Regions from separate parts of the Mus musculus genome. Here regions 2, 3 and 4 are each linked to region 1. Evidence: chromatin contacts called from public ChIA-PET and promoter capture Hi-C data. All regions are on one chromosome and are shown on one strand. The core of a region is the stretch at or near the end of the contact, and the rest is flanking DNA. Distances in the headings are between cores, read along the strand shown.

Region 1 (6,476 bases), core at 1,645-4,144:
CAATTCAGCTTATCATTGAACAAGACTTGAGAAGCAACACGAGGCACTATAAAGCAGCTTTAAACAAGAACTGGCTCAATTGTAAGACCCTCCTCGGTAAAGGACAGAAATCAGGAAAACAGAGATAGTACTGCTAGCTCTATAGGCGGCTTCTGAAGCCCATCCCATGCCTTCGTTGACCACTATAATGACTTAGCCAGATGTTCAGTAGAAAGGACCTTCTGAAAAACGTAAAAGCATCCCAAAGCAACACAGTATTTCACAGGGCCCTGGTGAAACAAACCCAAGACAATTTAAGGCAATACAAACAACGGGTTGAGGCCATGCAAGCAAAGAGCTCAAGTAACCCCAGATCACTGACAGGGAAAGGCGGCTCCTTCTCAAATCTCTACCAATCTGAAGCCTGGTCAGTGGGAACACAGTCAGTGCAGAAGAGTGGACCTGCTACACAGACCTGACACACATGGAAAAGGAGCTGACATTAAAAGACTCAAGACGGGAAGCAGAACACCTCAGAGGGAGGAAGGCAATGCCCCGATCCCTGTAAGACTTACTGTAATCAGTGCTCTAGCCGAGGGGAAGCTAATTCCTTGGGCTCGTAGCCTTTGGCCACAAAATAAAATATCACCTAAAGTTGAGATTTGGAGAGATGGCTCAATGGTTAAGAGCACTGGCTGCTCTTGTAGAGAGAGAGCCAAGTTCAACTCCCAGTACCCACAGTGCAGCTCACAACTGTCTGTAACTCCCAGTTCCAGAGGATCCAATGCCCTCTTCTGACCTTCCTAGGCACCAGGCACACACATGGTGAACATACATACATACTTGCAAAATACTCATACATAGAAAATAATAAATTTAAAAATATATGAAATTGAGATTTCCAAGCTTGAAATCAGCTACTTGCCAACAACATAATCTGTCACACCCATATCATCTTTATCAATGTCAATGCAATTTCCCTGCCAGTTTCTATAACACTTATATTCGAATATTACTAAAACCATTATTAAAACCTTCAAGTCAGTCCCACCTCTTGATTCTCTGATTGAGGTACTACCTGAACTAGTTTCTACACCTCAGCAAGACACGGCTCCTCTCTGGGGTAGCAAACATAAAAGGCAGAGCTTTCTACTCAGTCTGCTGAGGACAGCACTTGCCAACACTAGTTAGTAGTCAGCCGTGACAAGTTATCTGTCCCCTCGGCCCCAGCACATGGAACCTGGGACTAGTGACTTACAGCCACAGATGGCCTGTCTGCGTAGCCCAGTCAGCTGTGGGTGTGGGCTCTGTATTAGTATTTTCTGTCTGCCAGTACAAGGAAGAGACAGGCAGCACTGGGACAGGAATAGGACACTTTCAACTTGGAGATTTTAAGATAGATATTTTCTGCTTTACTTTCCATTTTCTTTGGCACCAAACTCAGAGCCCTAAAAATCAGTGTTAAATACACTTTCAGAATCTTAGAAACTCCCACTTTCCGATCTTAAGGGGCTATCACCATCAAATAATGGATCCTTTCTTCTTTTCAATGCATTCAATTACCATGAAAAGTTATATCTCAAGCAATCTCACAGAACGGTCGGTAGAAGATTTTTCCTTAAAATTAAAGTTTTCAGCCGGGCGTGGTGGCGCACGCCTTTAATCCCAGCACTCGGGAGGCAGAGGCAGGCTGATTTCTGAGTTCGAGGCCAGCCTGGTCTACAAAGTGAGTTCCAGGACAGGCAGGGCTATACAGAGAAACCCTGTCTCGAAAAACCAAAAATAAATAAATAAAATAAAATTTTCTCTCACATATTCACATAAATATCTTACTTACCAACCGTCTTCATCTCTGCACTTGGACAGTTTCGGTTCCTTATCCACAGAGACGTTACAGGAGACGCCTGGAAAGAGAGTCGCAACACTTTGTTAGTGTGGTTTGTTGTTACACACCTGCAGACAGGAACTTTTAACTCAACTTTAACTTGTATTTTAGAGGACTAGGGGAAAAAAAGAGCCCAAAGACTGGTGGGAAGTGGGGTACTCCCGTGGTTCAGCACTAAAGGGATGGGGGCCTTCTGGGAGAAGAGGTGGAACAAGGATTACTTCACATCCTTTTCTGAAAACCAGTGGGGTTAAGAGATAAACAAAATGACCCAGCGAAGAGCATTGGGACTCACCCAGTAAAGACATCGCCTACTCTGTGGCCATATACCATACACTTATTTAATCGTCCCCGTTATCCCATCATTATCCCTCGTTTTGGAGACGAGAAACTTGAGGCACAAGCAGTTGAACAGACTGCCCAAGGACACTAAGCTAAGTCCCCAAAGCAGCTGACAGAGTCCGTCAGATGTGAAAACACTCCCCTGAAGGAAGCACCTTCCTAAAACGTCAGGATGACGCTCAACCGCTGCCCTTGGGGGGCATGGAAGACCCAGGAAAAAACTTGTCACTCGTGAGCCACCCACAGGGACGCCTCTCCTGCGGTTTGCTGGGACAGCTCTCGTCCCCACCCCAGCCCCCGCAGCCCCAGGAAACCCCGACGCAGGAGGGCGGCCCGAACTGACTGCGCAACAGGATGCAGTTGGTGTCCTCCTGGCTGGCCACCCAGGTGAGCGAGTCGCCCAGTGGCCGGCGACAGCGGGCACAAAGGAACACCAGCGGGTTCTCCGCCGCGGCCGCCTTCTCCTCAGGCCGTTCCTTCTCTAGCCCTAACGCGTCTGCGCTCGACATGTTTGCCCACTTCTGCAGCCGCAGGTAGCGGCTCGAGTCTTCCGACAGACGCTTCTCCAGCAGGGGGGACTCGCTCGACATAGCCAGGCGGTTTTAACCACAAGCGGTCAAGGAACATCCCAGAGACCAGGAAGCAGCCATGACATACGAATTTGCCGCGCCCCGGAACCTCACGGGAATAATACCTCTGCGCATGCGCAAGGTGCAAGAGGCGGGGCACCGCCCGAAGGGGTGGGACCTGAAGAAGGGCCCGACTGCATCGAAGGCGCATGCTCGCCATCTGACCGGCGCGCGAGCCGCGCTCACTGCGCTTGCGTCCTGCGGTCTTCCTGAGCGAAAGCTGGTGAACTGGGGTGCTGGGGTGCTATCTGCGGGCATTTCAGCTCCTTCCGCCGCTGCTGAGAAAGTTGAAGGCTTCGAATTAAATGAGTAGCAGCTCACCTAGTTCCTCCACACTGTTAGCGGGCATGCCCGTGCTGGGTAAGCAGACCCATCTTCACGGAGCCGAAAGTGGACCCAGGAATTCCAAGCGGTGTACTGCAAGTCACATCTCTGATTCTAGCCCGTCTGCTCCCGGAGACCCGCTTTCCTACATCTAGAAAAAAACAGGGGTCTGTGGCGAGCCAAAGACGCCCCCTGCCTCAAGGACCCAGCGTTACTGAGACTAGCACTGCAAGGAAAAAATATGAGAAGCTGGAGGGGACAGCATCGCTGTGGCTACAGAGTGGGCGTGTGTCTGGGTCAGAGTATGGTTCACCCTACTCCAGGGCGGGAAGGACGGTCAGTCTAAAGAAAGTCAGCTTTTGATTTCAAAGACCACAGGCTAGAGGGAAGGCGCGCCACCACGAACAGCCTGGATGCATCAGTAAGAAACAACACGCAAAGACCACCATATCCCCCTCCCCCCCCCCCCCCCCCCCAGTCACACTACCCAGTTCGCTTCACTAAACTACATCACACTTACCACCTATTTTCGTATCTCTGGCCACTAGCAAAAAGTTTCAAATCCTAAGTCGTTGACCTGACCGAGGTGGTACCAGGCTGGAAACTAGAAAGGCTATTTTGCCTTCTCTGAATATGATTTTGACTTTCTGTTTTTTGAATCTTTTTTTTTTTTTTTTTGTCCAGGCTGCCCAGGAATTCATTATGTAGCTCACCCACAGTGATCCTCCTGCTTCAGCCTCCCACATGCTAGGATAACAGCCCAGCCCAGAGGCAAAGAAATGACTCCTTTTGGAACCTATTTCAACAAGTCCCTGAGGCGTATCGACCTTTAACCGCCAGGAATCCTGTGGTCCTGCTTGAGGTGTGCCAAGACGGAACGGAGCAAAGAATACCATAAACCAACAGACTTTGCAAATACACTGGAAGGTACACCAATAGGCAGATTACAGCAAAGCAGTGGGACCCTGCTGTAGACCCTGATGCTACCTGGCCATACTCTTAGCATTTTGGTTATAAGCTGGGGAATCTGTTTGTACACATTAAAGTATTTAACTAATAGTCAGAAGGATATGGCCACATACAAGGGAGGGGAGTAAATGACCACGGAGGGGACTCAAGGTAACCCCAAATTACTGGGCTTTGAACTTCCAACCTCTCCACATCACTGATGCTCTGATCCTCCAGCTAGCCATTGTAGTCTCTTCTTCTTTCCTGGAAATTTCCTTTAAAGTTCCAAGATCCCCAGTGGATGCAGGAAATAGCAGACGTTGCCAAACACTCTAGAACCAATGTTTTGTTTTGCTGAACTAGGTGTGGTGGGAAGGGAGGGGAAGGAAAAGACAGGAGAAAGGACAGATAGAGGAAGCAGGAGGAGAAATGAATGGATGAGGCCTTGAGCATCTTCCTGAACAGATTGTGGGTTCATTTTTATTTGCATGTATTTAAGGGGGAACATGAACATGCTGGAGGTCAGAGGACAACTTGAAGCCTCTTGTTTTCTTCCTGAGGATTGAACTTGGCCTTGCTACCGAGCGCCTCTGACCTCTGAGACATCACACCAGCCCGAGTTATGGATGTGCAGAACCACACAGGCAGCTGAGGGAAACGGGAAGCTAACAACCGCTGATCACGCTCACAGGCTGATCCTAATTGCTTGCACTGCCTAACGCTTGCACACCACAGTGACAATAAGATGTGATTGCAGGTCCCGGAAGCTGGTGGCTTACTTCCCTAGCTGGCAGGTTTGATTGCAGCTATTCAAAGACCATTTAGATGTGTGCATGTGTCTAGGATCCAAATGGTACCCAAGTCTGCCTTCCCTGACCAACCAGCACCAGGAGAAGGATACACTGTCCCCTCAGCCCCCAGGGACTTGCCACCCACTGTTAGATCCCTTCTTAGGGGATATAACACACTAAGGGATAAGCAGAAGTCAGATGGGCTGACATATCTGTATTCCAGAAGAAACTGAGGAATGTGTCTCAACTTCTTAAAAGTCCTCAGAGTCGGGATATTCTTTAAATAGTGTTTCTTCTCTCTTTCATTTAATGAGTGGAATCATGATTTCCCAGTCCCCAACTGAACCTTGGATCTCGTGAATGTTAAAAACAAGTAGCGGGGAGCTGGAGAGATGGCTCAGCGGTTAAGAGCACTGGATGCTCTTCCAAAGGTCCTGAGTTCAATTCCCAGCAACCTTATGGTGGCTCACAACCATCTGTAATGCAATCTGGTGCCCTCTCCTGCCATGCAAGGCATACATGCAAGGCAGAACACTGTATGCATGATAATAAATAAATAAGTAAATAAATAAATCTTTAAAAAGTAGGCAGAACACGTAGTTTCCAGCAAAACTGCAACAGAGTGGAGCTGAGAAACCCACACGTTCTCATCAGTCTATTTCATTCTGAAATGAACAGCCTGAGGTCCACGGGGCTCAAAGCAACTAGCAGAGGAAGAGAGCCTGGACTGTTAAATATTGAGAGCACACACCCCCTTCTAAGAAAGTAGCCCCCTTACCTCACAGAAACACCTAGAAAAGAACAATGTCGCCGTCCAGACCTTGCTTATGATTTTAAAGGGAAAGAAACAATGCTGGCAGCCAAGGTCTTAGAGGTAAACAGGTCACTGTTATCTCAAAGCATCGACCTTCACAGGAGTATTAGTTTTTCCTAATGCCAAAAGGTGGGAGAAGATGTTTAATTTGCCCCTCCCAACCCCTGTTCTTAAGACTATTGTCACACCAATAACTTTGCCTTAGCAATTAGTAATCCAATAGACAAAAGGGAAAACTTCAAACTTACTTAAGTTATGTTCAGTTAGAAAGGAAGGAAGGAGAAGACCTATAATCTGCAATAACTCTTATCTATAATAACTATAACATCCACAATATATACCTATAATATCTACATATATCATAATATTTTATCTATAATAACTCAGTTTAAAATACCTACACAAAGATGTAAAGTTCTTCCCTACACCCCACCTGACCTGGACTTGGAAAATAGATCAGTCATCAAAGTTCTTGCCATACAAGAATGGGATGAGAAGCAGTTTGAGCCTCAACCCATGTTTAAAAAACAAAACCCAGGCAGCACTAAATGAACATGGGTCCTGTGGTTGAAGTCCGGTTCTCATGCTCTCCAAACAAGCAACACTTTATGAGAAGAACCAATTCCCTAACAAAAACAGGGTCACACAGGCATGAAATTATTCCAAGTCACATGAAAGTTTTTTTTTTTTAAGTTCTGTTCCTTACAGAAAGGTTCTAAATGGAGCCAAGAGTTTCCCGCTTCAATAAAACCCAGATATTAACA
Region 2 (6,476 bases), core at 1,227-3,726, 250 kb before region 1:
GACTCGTTTGTCGTTCTTTGAGCCACTCTGACTGAGGGATAAGGACCTTCCCTTTGGCTACTTCAAGCACATATGGAGACCACCTGACTCCAGCCTTCTGGGATAGCTCACCTCTTCTTTAAACCCTTCAGAGCCTTAGACGCTCTGTCAAGCTTGGATGAGGACCAGAGAACCACAGACAAAGGAGCAGGGTGGGGGCATCCTCTGGCCATACTTTTGAAAATCCCCAAGTCTTGGGCCAAGGAAGTCTAGAAATATGCACTAAGCCATATGAGAGCTGAAATCTGAGTCCCTTAAACTAGATGCTCAACAAGGCTCTCACTCAGGATGGCCGTTCGTAGGATCCGCATCTAGGATACTTGACCACATTCACCCTTGCTCTGTGCATAGAGGAGGTGAGTTTGTCTAGTCACCATTTGAAATCTAGCATTCGGCTCTTGGGTAGTAATTTAGACAAAGTCTGGGTTACCTAAGTTGTCACGGGAACCTGGAAATTGACACCGTTTTCCAATACCTGTTCAATTTGGGCCAGGAACTGAAATGGACACCAGAAAAATTACCCCCCCTGTGAACCTGCCAACAGAGCTGAGGGGCAATGTCTTCTCACTGTGGGACAGTGCCCAGGCTGCTTCTGGTAAGAAGTGGGTAGCACTGGTGGCAACCAAAGGAGCCATTAGGTTAATGTCTAAGGGAGCATATCCTATCCACCCAACACAGAGCCTGTCCAAGACTGTGGATCTGGCCCTAGAAACACAGAGAGCCCTTCCTGTGTTTAGCAACCTCTTCAGTGATAAAGATTTACAATATGGCTTATAGTTTTCTAGCCTCTCCACAGGGGGCTAGAGGCAGGCTTTGGTGAGGTAAACACTAATTCAGTCTTTTACACTTTTTAGCCATCTTGAGTAGTGTGTGCATGTGTGTGTGTGCGTGTGTGTGTGTGAATCTGTATGTGTGAGTGTGACTGTGTGTGTGAGTGGGGTGTGCTTGTGTAAAAAACTAGCTAATAAATGGTAAAAGTGGTAAAGGTCTTGTTTAAAGAAAATAGCAGCTTGGGGTCTTTTGTTATCTAAGGTTATTGGATAAAGAAGAAAAATCTGTTTCGATAAGATAGGAGAGCAAAATTCTAAACTGTTGGGGGAAGTATGTGTTATTTACAGTTTTATTTTGAAAAATTGTTAATCTTCAAGGCAAAAAAATTACATATCCCTGGTAATTGTTTTTCTTGCTTTACCGGCCCTTAAATAAACCTTAAATATAAAGGCGGAGAAACATACAGCCAAAGATACATTATATATAATTGTAAAATCTATTTTCTAGTTTCCCAACACTGCTCTCTCCTGGTTTAATTAGTTTGGATGTTGTCAGTGTTTCCTTCCCTTTGGGGAAAGTTAAGAAAATAAAGCCCGAGTTTTACGCTGCTCCTTCGCACAGCTTTCTCCTATGAACCCCTTTGCTTTTAAAGGGACACACTGAAGTGTCGAGAAATGACATAGCACAGTGTCTATAATTTAAAACATTTTTAGCAACAACAATAGGAACCCCAAATGCAGCAAGCATGGCAAAGCATACCCAGGCGAGGGTCACTCAGCTAATCACAGTCATCTCTCCATATCTGTGGGGCCATTCTATGTGATTCTATGGGATCATTCTAGTGATCTCCCCGGAAAAAAGATATTAAAGATCTACAGACGCCGCAGGTGTGGTGGGACAGACCTCTAGTCCCAGCACTTGGGAGGCAGAGGCAGGTGGATCTCTGTGCGTTTGAGGTCAGCCTGGTCTACATGGTGAGTTCCAGGATAGCCAGGGCTACATGGCGAGCTGCTTTCAGTCCCTCCACCACCCAAGTCTACAGACACTCAAGTCTCCTATATAAAATGTATACTTTGTACATAAGCCATGCACACTCTTCCATATACTTTGAATTACCTCTAGTTGATTTATAGTCTTTGTTATGCTGTATTGCCTCAGGGAATAATGACAGTAAAAAAAAAAAACCCTTTAGAGTCTTTATGCTCAGTATGGATATATTTTTTTTTCTGAAATGTTCTGTCTAAGATTAATTGAATTCTATGGATGGGGAACACACAGGTTATATAGTAAACCCACAACTGTCCTATATATGTAAAAATTTTCAAAATAAAAAGTCAGGGGGGGCTGGAGACGTAGCTCAGCTGAGACGGTGCCAGCCGGCATGAGCCCTGGATTCCATCGGCCCACACCACACAAAGCAGGCATGGATGGCAGTGTGCGCCTTCAGGCCCTGAACTCAGGAGGTAAATGAGAGGGCCTGTTATTCAAGGTCATTCTCTCAGCCGCCACCTTTGTGAGACATTCTGAGAACGTGGAGAGGTGACTGGCTCCCTGTGTCTACCCCTCACAGGATTTCTTTGGAAGACCTGAGTCCCAGCGTGGTGCTGCACATGACTGAAAAGCTGGGCTATAAGAACAGTGACGTCATCAACACGGTGCTCTCCAACCGCGCCTGCCACATCCTGGCCATCTACTTCCTGTTGAACAAGAAACTTGAGCGCTATTTGTCAGGGGTAAGTGGGAATCCTCCCCACCCCACCCCCACCCCCCCTCTCGCACAGCAGCATCTTCTGTCTAGTGTGGCGAAGCTGCCGACACTTGATCCGTGCTGTTATTTTAGTCTAAAACCTGAGGCCCAGTCTCTAGAGTGTGGCATAAAGGACTGGCAAAACCCGTTTCTTAGATGGTGCAGTTGGTCTGAGATGTGCTCCAAATGTTCTCCCATAAAAGTTAACCCTGCATGGCCGACCCCCGCGGGGCTTAGCTCTGTTTGTCTTCTGTTCCCAGTTGTCTGCCTGTATTCTGTCACCTCTTAGCTCTTTGGGTTCTCTACTTAGAGGAACTGGAGTCTAAACTGCTAGTAAAAGTTGGGCAGCAGCGCCTGGGTGTATAAAGGATGGGATACAGGTTAGCTATTCACTAGTCCGCCATCTGTCTCCATGGTTTGTGTCTGCAGGATTCAACCAACCGTGGCTCAGAAATACTTAGGAGAACATTGTATTAGTGGTGGAGGTGCGCACATTTTCTCCTGTCATTCCCTAAATAATAGTGGCATGGCATTTGCCTTGTATTAGGTACTGTAAGTAAGTCAGAGATTTAAAGTGTTTGGGGGAGGAGCACAGCTTATATGCAAATTCTTGTACCGTTTCCCGTAAAACTTACCACAAACTGGGATTTTTTTGGAAGTCCTGGAACAAGTTACCTTAGGGTGCCAAGACAAAAAAAATGTGTTTAGGTTTACGACTGCAGAAAATAACACAACAGCGTTTGCTAGGTTGACTCCTGCAGCTTCACACAGGCTAGCTGCCAAAAAGCTCAAGGGACGGGGTGGAGTTAAGGGACAGGCTTGACAGTTAAGAGAACTGGTTGCTCTCGCCAAGGACTTGTGTTCGATTCCCAGCACCCACAATGTTGTTCACAACCATCTATAACTCCAGTCTCAGGGGATCTAATGCCCTCCACTTCTGCCACTCCCACAGTATACATACATGTAGGCAAAACACTCATGCACATAAAATAAAGTTTTAAAAAAATCTAAATAAAGAGAGTCCAAGTGTGTTGTGTCGCACATGAAGAACAGTTTAGGCCGCAGTAGAATGTTGATATTATGGCGCCTTTATCATCTTGGCCACAGTAGCTCATATGTCAGTCTCTCCATATAAACAATCTCTCAAGGAGAATGCTGTAAGACAGCATATAGATACTATACAATACTGCTCTGCGTTGGTGCAGAAATGTAGCCATAGTATAGACCAGCTCCAACAGAGTCAGAGAAACTCATGGTTAACAGAAGCCCATTAGAGGTTTGATTGAACACTGTCTTAAAGATGACCTTGACTCTGTGTGTACTGTACCTTGAGGTCTGGTGGCATGTCTGTGTCTCAGCTAGGAGGACAGGATGGAGATGGTAAGATCAAACTTCTAGAGATAGCTCAGTGCTGTTTAAAGTCTCACGATAGCCTAATGTGTCACAGAATTCCACCAACCAGGAAGGTTAGAAACATTTCAGAGTTTCCATCTTAGAGCGAAAGATGAAAATCCACCTGTAGCTAGTGAAATGACCTGATAGGGCAGAAATGGCAAAACAGTATTCACAAGGCATGATGGCACCAGTGAAGCTCTTGTTAGCAGAGAGGCTGAGATGCACTTAGATAACAGGGCTGAGAGTGTGAAGAAGCTTGCCTGGGAGTCAGCCAAACATCTGGATGGAAGTGTAGGTGTTCCCAAGCCAAACATCTGGATGGAAGTGCAGGTGTCCCCAGCTGACTCAGCTCATAATTAGCTTCCAGGAAAATTTACCCAGAGCTTTCGTGGTGTGTGTGTGTGTGTGTGTGTGTGTGTGTGTGTGTGTGTGTGTGTGTGTGAGAGAGAGAGAGAGAGAGAGAGAGAGAGAGAGAGAGAGAGTGCAAAGGAAAGACGTATGTGAGAAGAAACACTAAAAAGCTTTCTCCAACAGGAACAATGAGCATGAGGAGATAAATGCTTTGTATTTCTGATGGGGACCCATCTTGAGCTTTGAGGCTTTGAGACAGTACCTGTGTGGTGACCATAAGTCATAGGAGTATGATGCCAGGTGACATGTTATCCTCTTCTGGAACTGTGACAAACAACTCAGGGAGGAGAAGGTTTGTTTGGTTTATATTTCCAAGTCGTAGTCCACCATCCAGGGCAGTCAGGGTAAGAGCTAGAGGCCTGACCAATGGAGGAACGGTACTGGTGGCTTGGCTTGTATTCTAGCTTGCTAACTTTCTTATGGAGCTCAGAACCACCTGCTCACACTGTGATTGATCAATTAATAATCAAGATGGTTCCTCACAGACATGCCCACAGACAAGCCTGGTACAGACAGTTACTCAGGATCTGTAACCAAACTTTGATATGTAGTTGATATATATACAGTATATATAGGGGATAGATACTCACTTAAAGAAAAAGGTTTGGGGGCTAGAGAGATGGCTCAGAGGATAAGAACACTACCTGATCTTCCAGAGGTCCTGAGTTCAATTCCCAGCAACCACATGGTGGCTCACAACCATCTATAATGAGATCTGGTGCCCTCTTCTGGTGTGCAGACATACATGCAAGGAGGATGTGTGTGTGTGTGTGTGTGTGTGTGTGTGTGTGTGTGTGTGTGTGTGTGTGGTGTGTGGTGTGTGTTTGTGTTGTGTGCATGTGTGTGCATCTTTAAGAAAGGCTTGGTTGAGCCCATACTTTGGAAAGTGAAAGTGAGGCTCATGCCCTAGCCTCTGGGGTGTATCCCCATTCTTTGTCATGACTTGCCAGAGAAGGGGAATAACTTCAGGCAGAAGGGCCAACTGAGTGAGGTGGCCTTCCTTCTAACAGCGCACTTTCTTGGTGACTGACTCGCTGTAGAAGACAATACCAGTCCCTTCCATGTTAGTCCTGATGATCTCATTATCTTATACCAGCCCCCTTTGCAGGCTTCCTGAGGGCAAACTTCCAGGAAGCACACTCAAGCCACTGCAGTATATTCTGTTAATTTATTAGGTGATGATGATGATGATAATAATGATAAGTGGCTCTCTGCTCTCATTAGAAGAACCTGAGAGAGACTTGGGGCTGTTCTTTATTTCTCGTCTATAAAAAGAGCCCATTTTCAAGTCTCTTTCTCATCTTATCCTTTTAAATTCCTGCTTCACTGTGTATTTTATAATGCAGATGGTGCATTGGTACAATGGCCCTTGATGAATCATAAATATGCATATTCTTATAGATGCCTCCGTTCAACTTCTTCACTCATTAAGGCTCTGGGTGATACCATTTGGACACCATGCCAGAGGTTAAAAGTTAATCTTTCCTAATGGTTCCCAAACAAGGAGGTCATGTGCACACTGATTTTCTTATTCAAGTAATGAATGCTATTCAGAAATTTTAGAGTGTCATGATGGAGCCAGTGTGTAGGGAAGGTCTTAGTTTCATGTATTACTGAATGTATAATGTTGCTATAGACTCAGGTGAGTTAGGTCTTTGGGTGTTTTTCAAGGGTAGGTAGTGTCTGAGTTAGGGTTTTACTGCTGTGAACAGACATCGTGACCAAGGCAAGTCTTAGAAGGACATTTCATTGTGCTGCTTACAGGCTCAGAGTTTTAGTCTGAACCTCATCAACAGGTGGGTGCAGGGCAGCATCCAAGCAGGCATGGTGCAGGCAGAGCTGAGAGTTCTATATCTTCAGAGGCTTTCCAGGCAGGAAAGATGAGGATCTTAAAGCCCATGCCCATAGTGACACACCTAATACAACAGGGCCACACCTATTCTAACAGGGCCACACCTTCTAATAGTGCCACTCCCTGAGCCAAGCAACTCCAAACCATCACAGATGGAAGGGTGCCTGTGCCTACTTAGACATTTACACCTAGGAATTTACACCTCATACTGTCTTGACGCTGTGCCATGCAAGTCAAGCAAGAGGGACCTTGTGTCAGAAA
Region 3 (6,476 bases), core at 1,137-3,636, 210 kb before region 1:
ACTCAGTGCTGTAAGAAAAGCATGTGACCTGCACGTATAGAAATGTCATGGGGAGGCCCATCACGCTGTACAATGACCAAGTCGATTTAAATTTTAACGAAAGGCAGACCACATACCAAAAAGAGAAACTAGAGGGTATATAATTTAGGATTTCTAAAGGAAATCTGGTAACAACAACAACAACAACAACAAAAACAATCCTGTCAGTGAGTTTTCAGGTCTAAGACCAGGGCCTCTGGCCCCTGAACTTTGTGCTTAGTGTCAGAAGTATGGTCAGTCTGTGGGTTACCTCCAGACTTCCCATCTTCCCAAGTGAAAGAGGAACAATGGAGGAAAAAATGCTGGGTGGGCAAGATAGCTTAGTGAGCGAAGGTACTTGCTACCAAGTCTGAAGACCTGAGTTTCATTGCTGGGACCCACATGGTGGAAGGAGAGAACCAACTTCCATGAATTGTTATCTAATTTCCACATAGGCATCTACACACATACATACATTCAAAACAAATGTGATTGGGGGGTGAAGGAGGGAGGGAAGGGGTGCACGCATGCGCTGTACGTGAAGTGAGAGAGTGGAGACCAATATGATTTGACAAGACAGCGAACTTGTCCGATTTCGGCATCTGAAACCAGGTGGCCTGGGCTTCGCTGGGCTCAGGTGTTTTTACTGTAACAACAGAAATGAATTAGATAAACAAAGCCAAGCTCTCAAGAAACATATCAAGTTTAGCCACTTGGAGCTGCTGTATTTGTAGGCCGAGTTTATATGGTTCAACTTAATCCCTCCAAAGTACACCGCCAGCTACGGCGGTGAGCCTCAGGTTCAGCTACAGGAGATGCTCCGCTTTGAAAACAAACAGAATTTAAAAGGGGGCTAGGCGGTCCCCCGGCTCATTGAATTGAAATCTCCAAAGCTGGAGCCCAAACAAGAGTCTCCAGAACTCCTGAGACCTTTCGACTGGCCAGGACAGCTGAACCGTTTCCAAGCTAGAGTGTGGGGTTTCCGCTAACCCGTCCGTCCGTCCGTCCGTCCGTCCGAAGTTGCTCCTCACAGACAGCTGTCATTTAACAGATGCTGGGGGTGTGGTTCGGTGAGACCTTGGGTGGGAATCCCAGCCTGAATGCTTTGGAACTCTGCTTCCTCTCCACCCACGCCCGCAACTCTCCACTCACGCCCGCAGCTCTCCACCCACGCCCGCTCTTCCCCACCCACTCCCACGCTCTGCACTTGGACCCATTCCACGCGGACCTTGCAGTTGGGTTGGGTTGTTAAGCTTCCTCATTGGCCACTTTTCTCACGGGACAAGAGCGGCTTACTGTTTTGGCTCACAGTTTAATGGCACAGTAGTCCCTTAAAGTAGTCCCTTAAAGGGTAAACGGTCTGGAGATAGGAATATGATGTTGCCTCCACCCCCTCCACTGTTGGAAGCGGGGGGGGGGGGGGAGTAGGGTGGAGAGAGAGAGAGAGAGAGAGAGAGAGAGGAGAGAGAGAGAGAGAGAGAGAGAGAGAGAGAGAGAGAGAGAGAGAGAGAGAGAAGAGAGCTAACGCTCAGCTTCCTGTCTTCCCTTTCCTGCATCCAGGACCACAGCCACAAGACTCTGCATCCTATTAGGGCGAGTCTTTTCCTCTCAGTACCAGCTTCCTCATAAACACTCATAGAGGCTGGTCTCCTAGGCGAATGTAGACCCTGTCACGTTGGCAACCCATATTAACCGGCACACCTATCCGGCTGTTCTTCGCCATAATTTTTCCTCACGGCAGCTCACCGGCAGGTCCTTCTTACAACTCATTGGAAAGCCACCCTTTTTCTGTGGCCTCACTTAGAAGCAATAGCCACTGTCTTTAGCGGTGCGTTTTCAAGGACTGGGCCAGGGAACTCCTGTTTCTGAGCCACATGTGAGTGTTTGCTTAAATATGGGGTCCTGGGTCCCACCCCACCCTTTAATCCAGATTCTGTGCAAGGTAGATTCTCGGGAGTCCCCATTGTAACAAGATTCCCACTCTCACAAAAGTGACTCGGGGTCTCAGAGCTTAAGAATAGGTTGAGAAACTCCACCTGATTGCCTGGTCACAGGGCCAGTGACTTCCTGGTGACCATTTCTCAAAAGTCATGTGGTTACTCTCTGCACTGACAGGACACATGTGAGAATCTGCCCTCCCCTCCAGCTCTCCGGTCTGCCTGATTCACATCTTAGTGAGATGTGAGGCCCAGGGAGAGAGATTGCAGGGTGCTCACCCCTCTTTCCCAGGGGCTGCGCTCTGCTGGAACTTCTGCAGACTGTCTTTTGCTCCTAAGGCAAAGTTTAGCTTGTAAACGAGGCACAGCGAGAGAACAGAACGGGGCTGTTAGGAACAGCATCTGTCTTGGAAAAGGCAAGACAATTTTCAGAATTTTCCTACTGTGGTTGATTCGGTGGAGTAGCTGAGATATGGGGGGGAGGGGGGCTGGACTGTATTGTCTATTCATTCTCTGCCTTCTCTCATTCCTGCCCCCCCCTCCATGCCTCTCTCAGTTTCCCCTCCTCTCCCTCTTCCTTCATTTTCCCCCTAGCTCCTTTCTCTTCTCTCCTCTCTCCTCCCCCTCCCTCTGTACTCTCCCCTCCTTCCCCTTCCCTCCTCCTGGCTCCCTAAAGTCTCTCAACAATGGAGATATGTAAATGAGCGGCTCAGTCAAACAGCCTTGCCTTTGTGCAGAGTCCCCTCCTGTGAGGGGAGAAAGACAATGTATTTCTGGGGAAGGGATGGCATTAAGGCGCAGACCTGATAGGCAGATCCCTCCCTGAGAATGAAGCAGATGCCTTTGTGAACACTGTCGTCCTTTGTTTAAAATCTTTCCTCCTTACAGCCAGGGAGCTGGTACAGAGGCTACTTGCTACCCCTGTGAGAATCTGGTGCTACACCTCAGCCATTGTGGGGGCCAGGGTAGGTGCTGGGGTGGCTTCAAAAATGAGTATGGCCTGTTAAGTTTCTTTTCTTTTCTTTTTTTTTTCATATATATATATATATATATATATATATATATATATATATATGAATGATATGGACATGGACATAGACATAGATATAGCCCTGGCTGTCCTGGAACTAGCTCTGTAGACGAGGCTGGCCTCGAACTCATGGAGCGTCACCTTCCTCTGCCTCCTGAGTGCTGTGATTAAAGGTGTGCAACCCTACTGCTAGGCTAGCCTATTAAGGTGTTGTTGTTGTTTTGTTTTGTTTTTGAGGTCAAAGCTGAACTAGTGAGAGGAAGCCTGTGGCCAGTTCAGTGTCAGGGGGTGGATTTCTAAGGAGCAGAGGGCAGACATTCAGCATTTAATTATGGTAATGGGTCTCAGCAGACTCCAAGGGCCCAGCCTTTCTCCTCTCTACACCCTGGCTGGGTTCTGGCAGGAAGCAGGCAACATCACACTGGGTTGGTCTTTCAGGGACCAATAAGAGGATTTCCTAGTGTGGCCAAAGCTGGGGGTTATGCAGAGACAGGAGCTCTTACGGCCAGCTGTAGAGGCCAGGTAGCCCATGTTGAAGAGCACAGTGCATGTCAAGTTCCCTCTAAGGGGACTGTGACAGCTGTCTGACAGACACAGTCAACCCAAGCTACCCATCAGAAGAAGAAGTGGGAAAATAAATATCCGGGAAAGCAATGATGGCCTCTCCCCTGCTAACCACATCAGTGCTTTGCATGGAGGTCAGAGTAGAGGGAGGCTGGGTTCCCACCCCCCACCCCCCTCCCCCCCCCGTCCCCCCCTCCCCCACCCCCCCACCCCCGGTTATACACATGTGCTGTGTATCTTTGGTCCACAGTGAATGGATAACAGCCACCCAGGTCTCGATCCCCAACCCTCAGGAGCTGATAGATCTGGGACACAGCCAGAGCTTTAGTGGCAGCAACTGGTGGCCACTGAGCCCCACTGAGGAAATAATGGAATTCTTTTGAATTCGTAGAAGTGAGACCCACTCAGGGCCATGTGTAGCCAGACATCTCCTCAAAGATGCAAAAGACCTTTCCACCTCCCACGGCAGTGTGCTACAGATCTGATAAACAGACACTCTGTGGATTTGAAAGTTAAGGAAATGACATTCCCAGGAGTAAGACCAGGCAGAGAGCAGAGTCTAGAATTTCACTTTCAGTCCCCTGAGGAGGAAGCCCGACCTCGTTAAAGCTGCAGTTGGCTGCTTTATTAGGTGACTTGTCTCTTGGGTCCGGGGAGGAGGGTGGAGGAGGGCTTTTAGCCTGAAAGCCACAAAGTCTGGATGAAGAAGGCCTCCTCTCCGCTGAATGTTACTGGGTCCCAGCAGTGGTTCCTGGAATAGTGAACTAAAATATGAACTCACCGCAGGGCCCAGGAGCCCCTCAGGGGTGTGGGCAGTTCTTCCCAAGGGACATTGGGCAATATCTACAGACATTTTGGGGTATTGTGACTGACTGGCCAGGGAGAGTGACCTAACTACCTTGGGTTGGTCTCCATCACTCGGAGACTCCCCCACCATACAAGGAACAAGCTGCAGACACATGAAACTGTGGGACACACTTAACCAGTATCCACCCGGACCATGTTGCAAGTGTGACTATAAAGAATACACGGCCTCAGAAGGCATTTTCCCCAGTGCTGTACCGCCGCTGCCTGTAGCCCGCAGCCCCAGAGTGGGTGCGAGTGATAAGAACAACTCATGCCTGCAGCCCGAACCAACGATGGGGCAACGCCTTGGCCCTAGATATCTATGAAAACCAAGCCAAAGAGAGTGCGTGTGTGCGCGCGGATGATAAAACTCATGAAGTAATGTGTGGAACGCCTCAGTTTTGATTGGCTGAATTAAGCTTAAAAACTATGGTCTGGTATGGCAAAATCGCTCAGATCCCCGGGCCCAACCCACGCGGTCTCCACGCCCACGGACCCCCACGCAGACAACAAGCCAGCACCACTGCAGCTCAGCTCCAGAGGATCGGAAAGCAGGAAACATCGAGTCTCGGACCACAGAGCCAGGCCACGGCAGCTAAGCCGGAAACGTTAGTGAGGAGCACGCGCGTACATGCGTGTGCGTGTGTGTGAACGACTGTGGGCCCATTTCGCCATTTATTTGCTTATTGCTGTTTATGAATAAATAAACTGTTAGAACCTCTCCTCCGAGTTCAAGGATTTGCTCTCTGCTTCGTTTCACGACAGTTCGCGACAGTGACCATCGGTCATATCCTGGAATCTGGTGGGCCCTGCCTAAGGATGTTGCCCAACATTCTAGAACGTACAGACAGACACACAAGAAGCAGGAGGGAAGAAATATGGCTGAGATGTGGTCTTCTCTTTTGGTTACTTGGAATCTACGAAGGGAAATATCCTTGTGGCCACACAGAAGAGGGAGTCATGGTGCCTCTTGGAGGCTCTTACTTTTGACCTGAGAGGAAAACACAACCTCAGAAAGCTCCTTGCTGATTCGTCCTCTGTCTCCGAGTAGTAGCGCGACCCATACATTTCTAGAACAAAGAGGCAATGGCTGACCGTGACTCGTCTTAGTTTTTTTTTTTTTTTTTTTTTTTCATGCCCACTCACACACCTGTGACATCACTTGTTAGCACTGTTCTTCACAGAAGGAAATGGACTGCTTATGATTCGGCCAACAGTGTCTGTCACACAGTATCTCAGGATGGGTCTTCCTGACTCTCTTTCATCTGTTCATTGCAGCCTACGAAGTCCTGTCCTCTGTGGCAGCAACCTCTCTTCTTTTTTCTTCACTTTTTATGAATCAGCTGGGCTTGGGTTGCCTTTAGTGATGCCGTTGTAGAGTTTAGTGTATTGTGTTGGGAACAGAATGATCAAGGGTTCACTTGGTTCCTCAGGCTGTGAACGAGCCGTCCTGACTGTGAAAGGTCCATTCATCCTCTGACCAAAAGACTGTATCAAAGTCTATCAGCCATATCCACTTTACGGGAAAAGACACACACACACACACACACACACACACACACACAGAGAGACAGAGAGAGAGATAGAGACAGAGTAAGAGATAAAGAGACATACACACACATGCATACACAGACATACACACAGAGAGACAGACACACAGACACGTGCACACACAGACGACAGACAGAAACACAGAGACACACAGAGACATAGACACACACAGACACACACAGAGACACACAGAGACACGTGCACACACAGATGACAGACAGAGACATAGATATAGACACACACAGACACACACAGACACACACAGACACACACAGAAAGAGAAACACAAAGACACATGCACACACAGAGAGACAGAAAGAGACAGAGAGAGACAGAGACATAGAAACAGAGACACATGCAAGCACACACACAATTTTATATTAGTTCATTTATCTGTTGCTATAACAAAATGCCCAAAGCTAGGAACTTTATTTAAAAAGGTTTTTTTGCTCATGCTTTGGAGTTTGGGAACATAGACACCAGACTCTGCTCAGCTCTGCTGAGGACCTCCCGGCTCTGGGGTCACAGGG
Region 4 (6,476 bases), core at 1,496-3,995, 190 kb after region 1:
TGTCTGTCTGTCCGTCCATCCGTCTGTCCGTCCATCTGTCTGTCTGTCTGTCTGCCTGTCTATCTATCCATCCATCTGTCCATCTATCTATCTATCTATCTATCTATCTATCCATCCATCCATCTATCCATCCGTCTATCTGTCTGTCTGTCTGTCTGTCTGTCTGTCTATCTATCCGTCCATCTGTCTATCATCTATCTATCTATCTATCTATCTATCATCTATCTGTCTATCATCTATCTATCTATCTATCTATCCACCTGTCCATCTATCCATCTCTCTCTATCTGTCTGTCTATCTATCTATCTATCTATCTATCCATCTGTCTCTCTAAAGCTTGAGGACAGTTTTCCTAAGTTTCAAAGAAACAACCAGAGGGTGGGCTGAATCTCAGCTGCTGTTTGGAGGAGGAAGAGAGCAAATCATGTCAGCAGCCACATCACAGAAGCTGGGGTGTGGGGCAGGAGCAGGTGGGGTTGGGGAGTCACTCTGTAGAAAAAGAGGGAGAAAGCCCAGAGTGTCCAGAACAGCACAAGTATCTGAAAGAAGGAAAAAGATATAAAGAAGAAAAAGAAGAACTTGGACTTTTCTAAGGGAGAGGAGCATGAGCAGGCCGTGACTCCTGGAACAGTCGCCTTGCCTAACTTCAGAGAATAAGCCGGACGCACAGTCAGATATCACACTGTCCCGCTCTTGTGTGAAGGTGAAACTGTCCATATCAGACACACTGGGAACAGGGGGGCTGCTATCAGAGCGTAAGGAGCTTAGGAGGGCTGGGAAAGGTGGTTATAGTGACAGCAAGCTCCAAGCTGTCTCGACTGGCTAGGAGAAAGGATTTCCCATGTCTGTACCATGGAGATGCCACGTTGGAGGAGAAAGACATCTCTAGCCCATTTTAAATATTGCACTGTGTGTATATGTATCGAGACATCTCAAAGTACCTCATTCCCGTGATGACAGCTGTTTCTCCTACTCTATCAGCTAAAAGCAGGTTTGAGCCCGTGTTACTCTGCCTCAGGCTTCCCTAGAACTTGTCATCCCCCTGCCTTAGCTTCCGAAGCGCTGTGACATAACAGGTACCACCTCACCTGCCCTGGAGTGTTATTTAATAACTAATAAGAATAATAAAGATCGTCACCCCCATGTGCTTGATCTTGAGAGCCTGGAATTTGCCAAATTCCAGCTCAGTCCGGTTAGGAAACTAAAATTGACTCTCTCTCTCTTTTTTTTTTTCTGTTGTTGGTTTATGCACAGCTTATTTCAATCTCTTTTTTTAAAAAATATTTATTTACATTTCAGCTGTTCTCCCCCATCCCCTGTCCCTCCTCCCACAGTTCCTCATCCCATTCTTCCTCCCCCTTGCCTTGAAGAGGGTGCCCCCCCCCAATTGACCTTCTTAGGGAGCTACTGCAGCCATGAGTCCTGCGAGCATTTTAAGATGGAGTTAGGCTCACCTTTGCAGGGATGTCAAGTCCACAACAGATGCTCTTCAGCGGAGCCCTGTTTCGCAAGGTTCCCAATCTTTTTTTTTTTTTTTTTTAAAGGTAGCTCACAGCCTTATTACATTTCTTTCAAATTGCTTCAGCAGAAAATGCAATTGAGAACTTATCTTGGGGTAGAAATACTGTCTTTGCCTCTTCCTGTAAGTGGCCAGAAGTGATCTGTCAAGATGGTTCGCTACTCTCTTGACCCAGAAAACCCCACAAAATCATACAAACCAAGAGGTTCGAATCTTCATGCTCACTTTAAGAACACCCAGGGAACTGCCCGGGCCATCAAGGGTCTACATATCCTCAAAGCTACTTAGTATCTGAAGGATGTCACTAAAGAAGCAATGTGTGCCATTCCGGAGGTGTGATGGTGGAGTCCGTAAGTGTGCCCAGACCAAACAGTGGGCTGGACACAGGGACGGTGGCCAAAGAAGAGTGCTGAATTTTTGCTGCACACGCTTAAAAATGCAGAGAGTAATGCTGAACTCAAGGGTTTAGACGTAGACTCTCTCGTCATTGAACACATCCAGGTGAGCAAGGCACCTGAGATGCGCCCACGAACCTCCAGAATCTCATGGCTGGATTAACCCATACATGAGCTCCCCCTGCCACAGTGAGATGACCCTCACTGAGAATGAACAGATGGTTCCAAAGCCAGAAGAGGAGGTCGCACAGAAGGAAAGATATCCCAGAAGAAATTGAAGAAACAAAAACTCATGGCATGGGAATAAATTCAACATAAAATAAATGCAGATAAAGTTTAAAAAAAAAGAAAGAAAGAAAGAAAGAGAGAGAGAAAAGAGAAAAGAGAAAAGAGAAAAGAGAAAAGAGAAAAGAGAAAAGAGAAAAGAGAAAAGAGAAAAGAGAAAAGAGAAAAGAGAAAAGAGAAAAGAGAAAAGAGAAAAGAGAAAAGAGAAAAGAGATACTGTCTTCCTGCTTTCAAGGGAACTGCCCGTGATATCAGGAGCTTAGGCTGGCAGGACAAAGAGAGGAAAGCTGGTCACTTCCTATTTCACAGGAGCCACGGATTCGCCCTTCTTCCCCCGTTCCAAGCTTTTGACTTCACTGAGTCAAAACTGAGCGCTTTCAAGCAAAGGAAAGCAGAGCCTGCCATTTCCTTCAGAGTCAGAGTCCAGCTCAGGAAGGACAAGGGGAGGCGGGAGGGGACTCGTGTTCAGATGACTAAGCACGGATCTGACCTGGAAAGGACCCGTGTCCTTTCTGCAGAAGGGAGGGAGGCCAATTAGGGGCATGTATGAACAAATGACATTACCTCACTAAGAGAAAGGGGAAATCTCCCTCTGTGCTAACAATGAACTCCAGAGAAAACGTGTTAACTAATCTACGAAGAATTTGCCAACCCGGTGAGCTGCCTCCCTGCCCTGAGCTCCCAAGCTTCTGTCTTTAGAACTTGACCTCTGACCCAGTGCCGCTGAACCCTGAGGAAGTCAGGTGGGTGCCGGTCAGCTGAGGGGACATCGCAGGAGCGGACCAATTTTCCTCTGGAGTCTCCTTTCTGTCACGCAGCTTGTACACAGAGATAAAGTCTCCTTGTTGTATTTCATTTGTTTATTGTGTATGTGCCCGTGCCACGGTGTGCGTGTGGAGGTCAGATGCCATCTTCCATCAGGTGATGCTAGGTGTCCTCAACCACTGAGCCATCTCGATGGCCCTGGGATACTTTTTACTGAAAATGAGTTGGGAAGAAAAAAAATGATAAAGATGCGTTGTGTTGCCTTTGTAGGAGGTAAATGTTAAGGCTGTAATCAGATCATGACCATTATGGGATGGCTCCAGAGAGGATGCATCCCAGCACCAGTATTTCTGCCCCTTTGGGAAGGACAAACTCCCTGGAGGCTCTTCTTAGCTGGCTCTCCCCACGATTCTCTCAGAGTTCTGGTGGGTCTACAGTCTCACTTGTTGCTACTGGTATCTCGGAGTTGCTAGCCCTGGATTGCTTCATTATTCCATTGCTGTGGTTCGAGCCCTAAAGCATGCACTTTGCCAGTCAGTCTCTGTTCCAAAGGAAGTCAGCCCCCTGTAGCAGAACCATCAGGGGCAGCCTCTGTCTCAGAGCACAGCTTCTCCCCAGTGCCCGGGAGCAGAGACAGGGCACCTTTTTCCGAGTGGCACCGTCCTGGGAGAGGGCTGAGGTCGGTCCCTGGTCTTTTCACTCTTCCTGTTTGTGACCTGAGCCCCAAGGGAGCTTGCCTGAGGATGGTGGAGACCTCAGGACTTAGCCCAACGCCTGGGAGGTGTGGATGGGTTAGGGAGTGAGTCCTGGTCTCTCAGCCATGACCATCCAATGTAGGGTTTCTGTAGCACGGAGCAACATGGGTTTCCAGTTGCTTGCCCTTAATAGGATGAAACTAGAGCCCTACAATGGGATCTGGGGGAGAGGGAACCTTTGTCTTCCTGGTCGCAGCTGCCCAGGGTGCAGTTCCAGTCACAGGGAGCTGGGAGGATCGCATCAGTGCCCCATGCCACAGGCTGACCCTGTTCGGACTGAGAGCAGTAGGCTTTTTTTCTTGGAAATGTTTTTCCATTTACCGCGCACCCTCAGGGCAATTTCCAGTGGCTTTTAAGTGATGTTTTGTGGTTTTGTGTAGTCTTCAACAGTCACACAAACAGTTGCTTCAGAAGCAGCGAGTGCGGGGAGCTTCTTAAAAGGCCCCTAAAGCAGGACCTACGCCAGTCTGGGGAGCCCTGTGCTGCTGACCCTGAGCTACTTACTCTCGAAGTCCATGCAGACCCGAGGCCATGTTTTCTACCAGTTTTTCATTCCTTTCATGTCTAATGCTTGGGCATCAGGCACTAAATCTGGTGGTACTAACCCCACAGAGCAGCTCCTGGACTAGTTGTTCTTCCCCAACCTCTCCCGCTCCATTCTACTGGTCATCAAGCTTTGTTGTATGCTAGACTCTGGGAAGAGAGACAGTCAGACTTCAGTTGCTAGTTGCAAGGAAAGCAGCTAGAAAATAAAAAGACCTGTCCACCGGGCCTCTACCCTTCCCTATCCTGACCACCTCAGCATCACCTCAGGTCTCAGGAGCTCAAGGCAAGGAAGTCTGAGACAGAGACCACGGCAGGGCAATAGAGGCCCTGGGACAGCTTGGCAGGTCCCAGGCACGTGGCACATAGCTGCTCCTGGTTCATTCTCTCAGCCTCTGTGTTCTTGTCTGTTATCCACTGCCACACCTGCTCCACCTTCTCACCAGCCACGTGAGCAGACACTGCACACCCAGTACAGCCCGGTATCGCAGGGAATTTGATCACAGGTGAACCTCAAGATTGGGAACTGGAAAAACCTGTTTCTTGTTGTGGTGTGGCTCAGCCCTAGCACACACCTTTCACGAAAGAGCTTCCTGTAAACAAGAGTTAAATAAAGACAATGACAGGTCAAGAGGTGGAACAAGCAACCAGCTGACAGGGAGTGGACATAGGAGAGAACCCAGGAAAGGGAAGGAAAAGGAGCTTTCTCCTCTCCGGGACGTCGGTGGAGTAGGAAGGGCCGCTGGGTGCTTTCTCTGCTTCTCTGCGCTAGCAGGCTTTCACCACAGCCTCTGGCTCCTGAGCCTTTACTGGTAAATCAAATGTTTGGGTTTTTGTTTTAAATCCGACAGCCCAGCTCAGGGAGCCACACCAAGAGAGAACACAGGAAAGAGACAACACACTGGCTTCTGGAACATGCCTGAGGAGAGAGCAGGGCTTCTCCAAACATCAAGTTGTGTCATCTCTGAGGGACTCATTTTCTGTTCCCAGACTTCCCCTGGCCAAGCCCCAGCTGGCCCTTGGTGGGGGCCATGTGCTGCCTCTGCCCCGGTCTCTTCAACATTGGACACCTAAAAAGATGGATCCCACAGCTCCACCTCAGTTACTGAGGATCCTGAAAGTCATGGCACATCCTTGTGGTCCCAGCTACTCAGGAGGCAGGAGCATACTCAAGTTTGGAATCATGAGCCCACAAGTTTGGAACCAATTGGATAACATAGTTAGACGTCACTTCATACATGAAGATGATGAGATGAACTTTTGGAGGCGTCCTGTGGATTCACATCTTCAGTGTTAGCCGTGGGGTGACCTTCAGCAGCACCTGAGAGCCCTGCATGGCTCCTGTCTGGGCTTCTAGGAGTCCAGTAGCAGTTTCTTATTATATAGATCTATCCTGCAATGGGGTGTCTGTCCCAAAGCAGCATCTTAGAGATCCTCCACCCTTGACCACTTGCCTCCCTCTACCTGCCTCTCCAACCCCCACTGGAACCATTACCATAAGCTTTTGAGATGCTTTCCTGTCCCCAAGGGGCTCCTCCAGGGACTGTTCCCTCCACTGGAGCCTCTGAGCCCCTGACATTGCAGGAAAAAGGAAGTGAGTTCCTGTGGCTTTCCTTATTTTTTATTTTTTTGGATGAGAATGAGATTCAGTGAGGGAAGAAGGCAGGCTGGCATTGACAGGCGCTTTGTGCTCCATGGAGATGAAGCATCACTATCTGCCCAGAAGGCTGTGGAGTCCACATAGGTCTCCGAGTCAACAGGGTCCTGGAAGCTTCGGATGGAGCTGTATGTAAATGAACTTGTAAGAACCTCTGAAGGTAGCTGGGTGGTGGTGGCTCACGCCTTTAATCCCAGTACTTGGGAGGCAGAGGCAGGTGGATTTCTGAGTTCGAGGCCAGCCTGGTCTACAGAGCGAGTTCCAGGACAGCCAGGGCTACACAGAGAAACCCTGTCTCGGAAAAAAACCAAACAAACCAAACAAACAAACAAAGAGAGTCTCTGAAGGTGACAAGGAAGAGACTTGTCACCATGGCATGCACACACGTGGAAGGTGAGCAGTCACTGAAAAGTGAGATTCTCCATTAGTGGCCACGGGAGGACAGGGGCAGAGCAGCAACCCTGGGTGTGTGAGCTGACAGCTGGGTAGACTCTGTACCCGAGAGTGGAGCAGGTATCAGGCAGCCCTTTCCTCCATGTGGTCTCTGCAGCAAGGAT

What was found. Promoter capture Hi-C pulls out the DNA fragments that hold promoters and counts their contacts. ChIA-PET counts read pairs in DNA pulled down with a chosen protein or histone mark.
Region 2: a contact with region 1 is called in an RNA polymerase II ChIA-PET map of memory CD8 T cells, with 12 read pairs. The contact joins the enhancer-like site here to the promoter of Mis18a in region 1. A contact is called at or near these places in 8 of 39 promoter capture datasets (cranial neural crest, frontonasal cranial neural crest, hippocampal neurons and 4 more), 5 of 484 Hi-C or Micro-C datasets (CD8 T cells, embryonic somatosensory cortex, nephron progenitors and 1 more), 12 of 115 datasets of contacts at active chromatin or transcription factors (SST interneurons, VIP interneurons, bone marrow-derived macrophages and 9 more) and 1 of 9 other capture datasets (adipose tissue).
Region 3: a promoter capture Hi-C map of hippocampal neurons shows a contact between it and region 1, with 2.7 times the contacts expected there. The contact joins the enhancer-like site here to the promoter of Mis18a in region 1. A contact is called at or near these places in 6 of 39 promoter capture datasets (cranial neural crest, embryonic stem cells, frontonasal cranial neural crest and 3 more) and 3 of 484 Hi-C or Micro-C datasets (muscle stem cells, nephron progenitors and uterus).
Region 4: a promoter capture Hi-C map of the HPC-7 cell line shows a contact between it and region 1, with 2.3 times the contacts expected there. The contact joins the enhancer-like site here to the promoter of Mis18a in region 1. A contact is called at or near these places in 14 of 39 promoter capture datasets (3T3-L1-derived adipocytes, the C10 cell line, the HPC-7 cell line and 10 more), 17 of 484 Hi-C or Micro-C datasets (CD8 T cells, the N1E-115 cell line, adipose-derived mesenchymal stem cells and 12 more), 3 of 115 datasets of contacts at active chromatin or transcription factors (the HPC-7 cell line, bone marrow-derived macrophages and embryonic basal ganglia) and 2 of 9 other capture datasets (adipose tissue and pancreatic islet).

Annotation. Positions count from the first base shown.
Region 1 is chr16:90,724,477-90,730,952 of GRCm38.p6, forward strand. Mis18a (MIS18 kinetochore protein A) reads right to left here and starts at 2,895. Exons shown (of 5, transcript NM_025642.1): 1 at 2,550-2,895; 2 at 1,817-1,883. The coding sequence starts at 2,796. Gm17518 (a long non-coding RNA gene) reads left to right here and starts at 2,944. Exons shown (of 2, transcript XR_876238.3): 1 at 2,944-3,195; 2 at 3,844-5,484.
Region 2 is chr16:90,473,440-90,479,915 of GRCm38.p6, forward strand. Hunk (hormonally upregulated Neu-associated kinase) reads left to right here. Exons shown (of 11, transcript NM_015755.2): 7 at 2,381-2,543. Among named protein-coding and RNA genes, the nearest start is that of Gm35882, 32 kb to the right of the region's middle. Within about 2 kb of position 2,477, at least 27 of the 459 cell types and tissues checked have an H3K27ac peak or open chromatin away from gene starts, as enhancers often do. A contact at or near this core is called in CD8 T cells and memory CD8 T cells, where this site is marked.
Region 3 is chr16:90,519,420-90,525,895 of GRCm38.p6, forward strand. Gm35939 (a long non-coding RNA gene) reads left to right here and starts at 5,551. Exons shown (of 3, transcript XR_876231.2): 1 at 5,551-6,476. Within about 2 kb of position 2,387, at least 20 of the 459 cell types and tissues checked have an H3K27ac peak or open chromatin away from gene starts, as enhancers often do. A contact at or near this core is called in hippocampal neurons, where this site is marked.
Region 4 is chr16:90,913,511-90,919,986 of GRCm38.p6, forward strand. No RefSeq gene overlaps it. Among named protein-coding and RNA genes, the nearest start is that of Cfap298, 18 kb to the right of the region's middle. Within about 2 kb of position 2,746, at least 50 of the 459 cell types and tissues checked have an H3K27ac peak or open chromatin away from gene starts, as enhancers often do. A contact at or near this core is called in the HPC-7 cell line, the N1E-115 cell line, adipose tissue and 3 more, where this site is marked.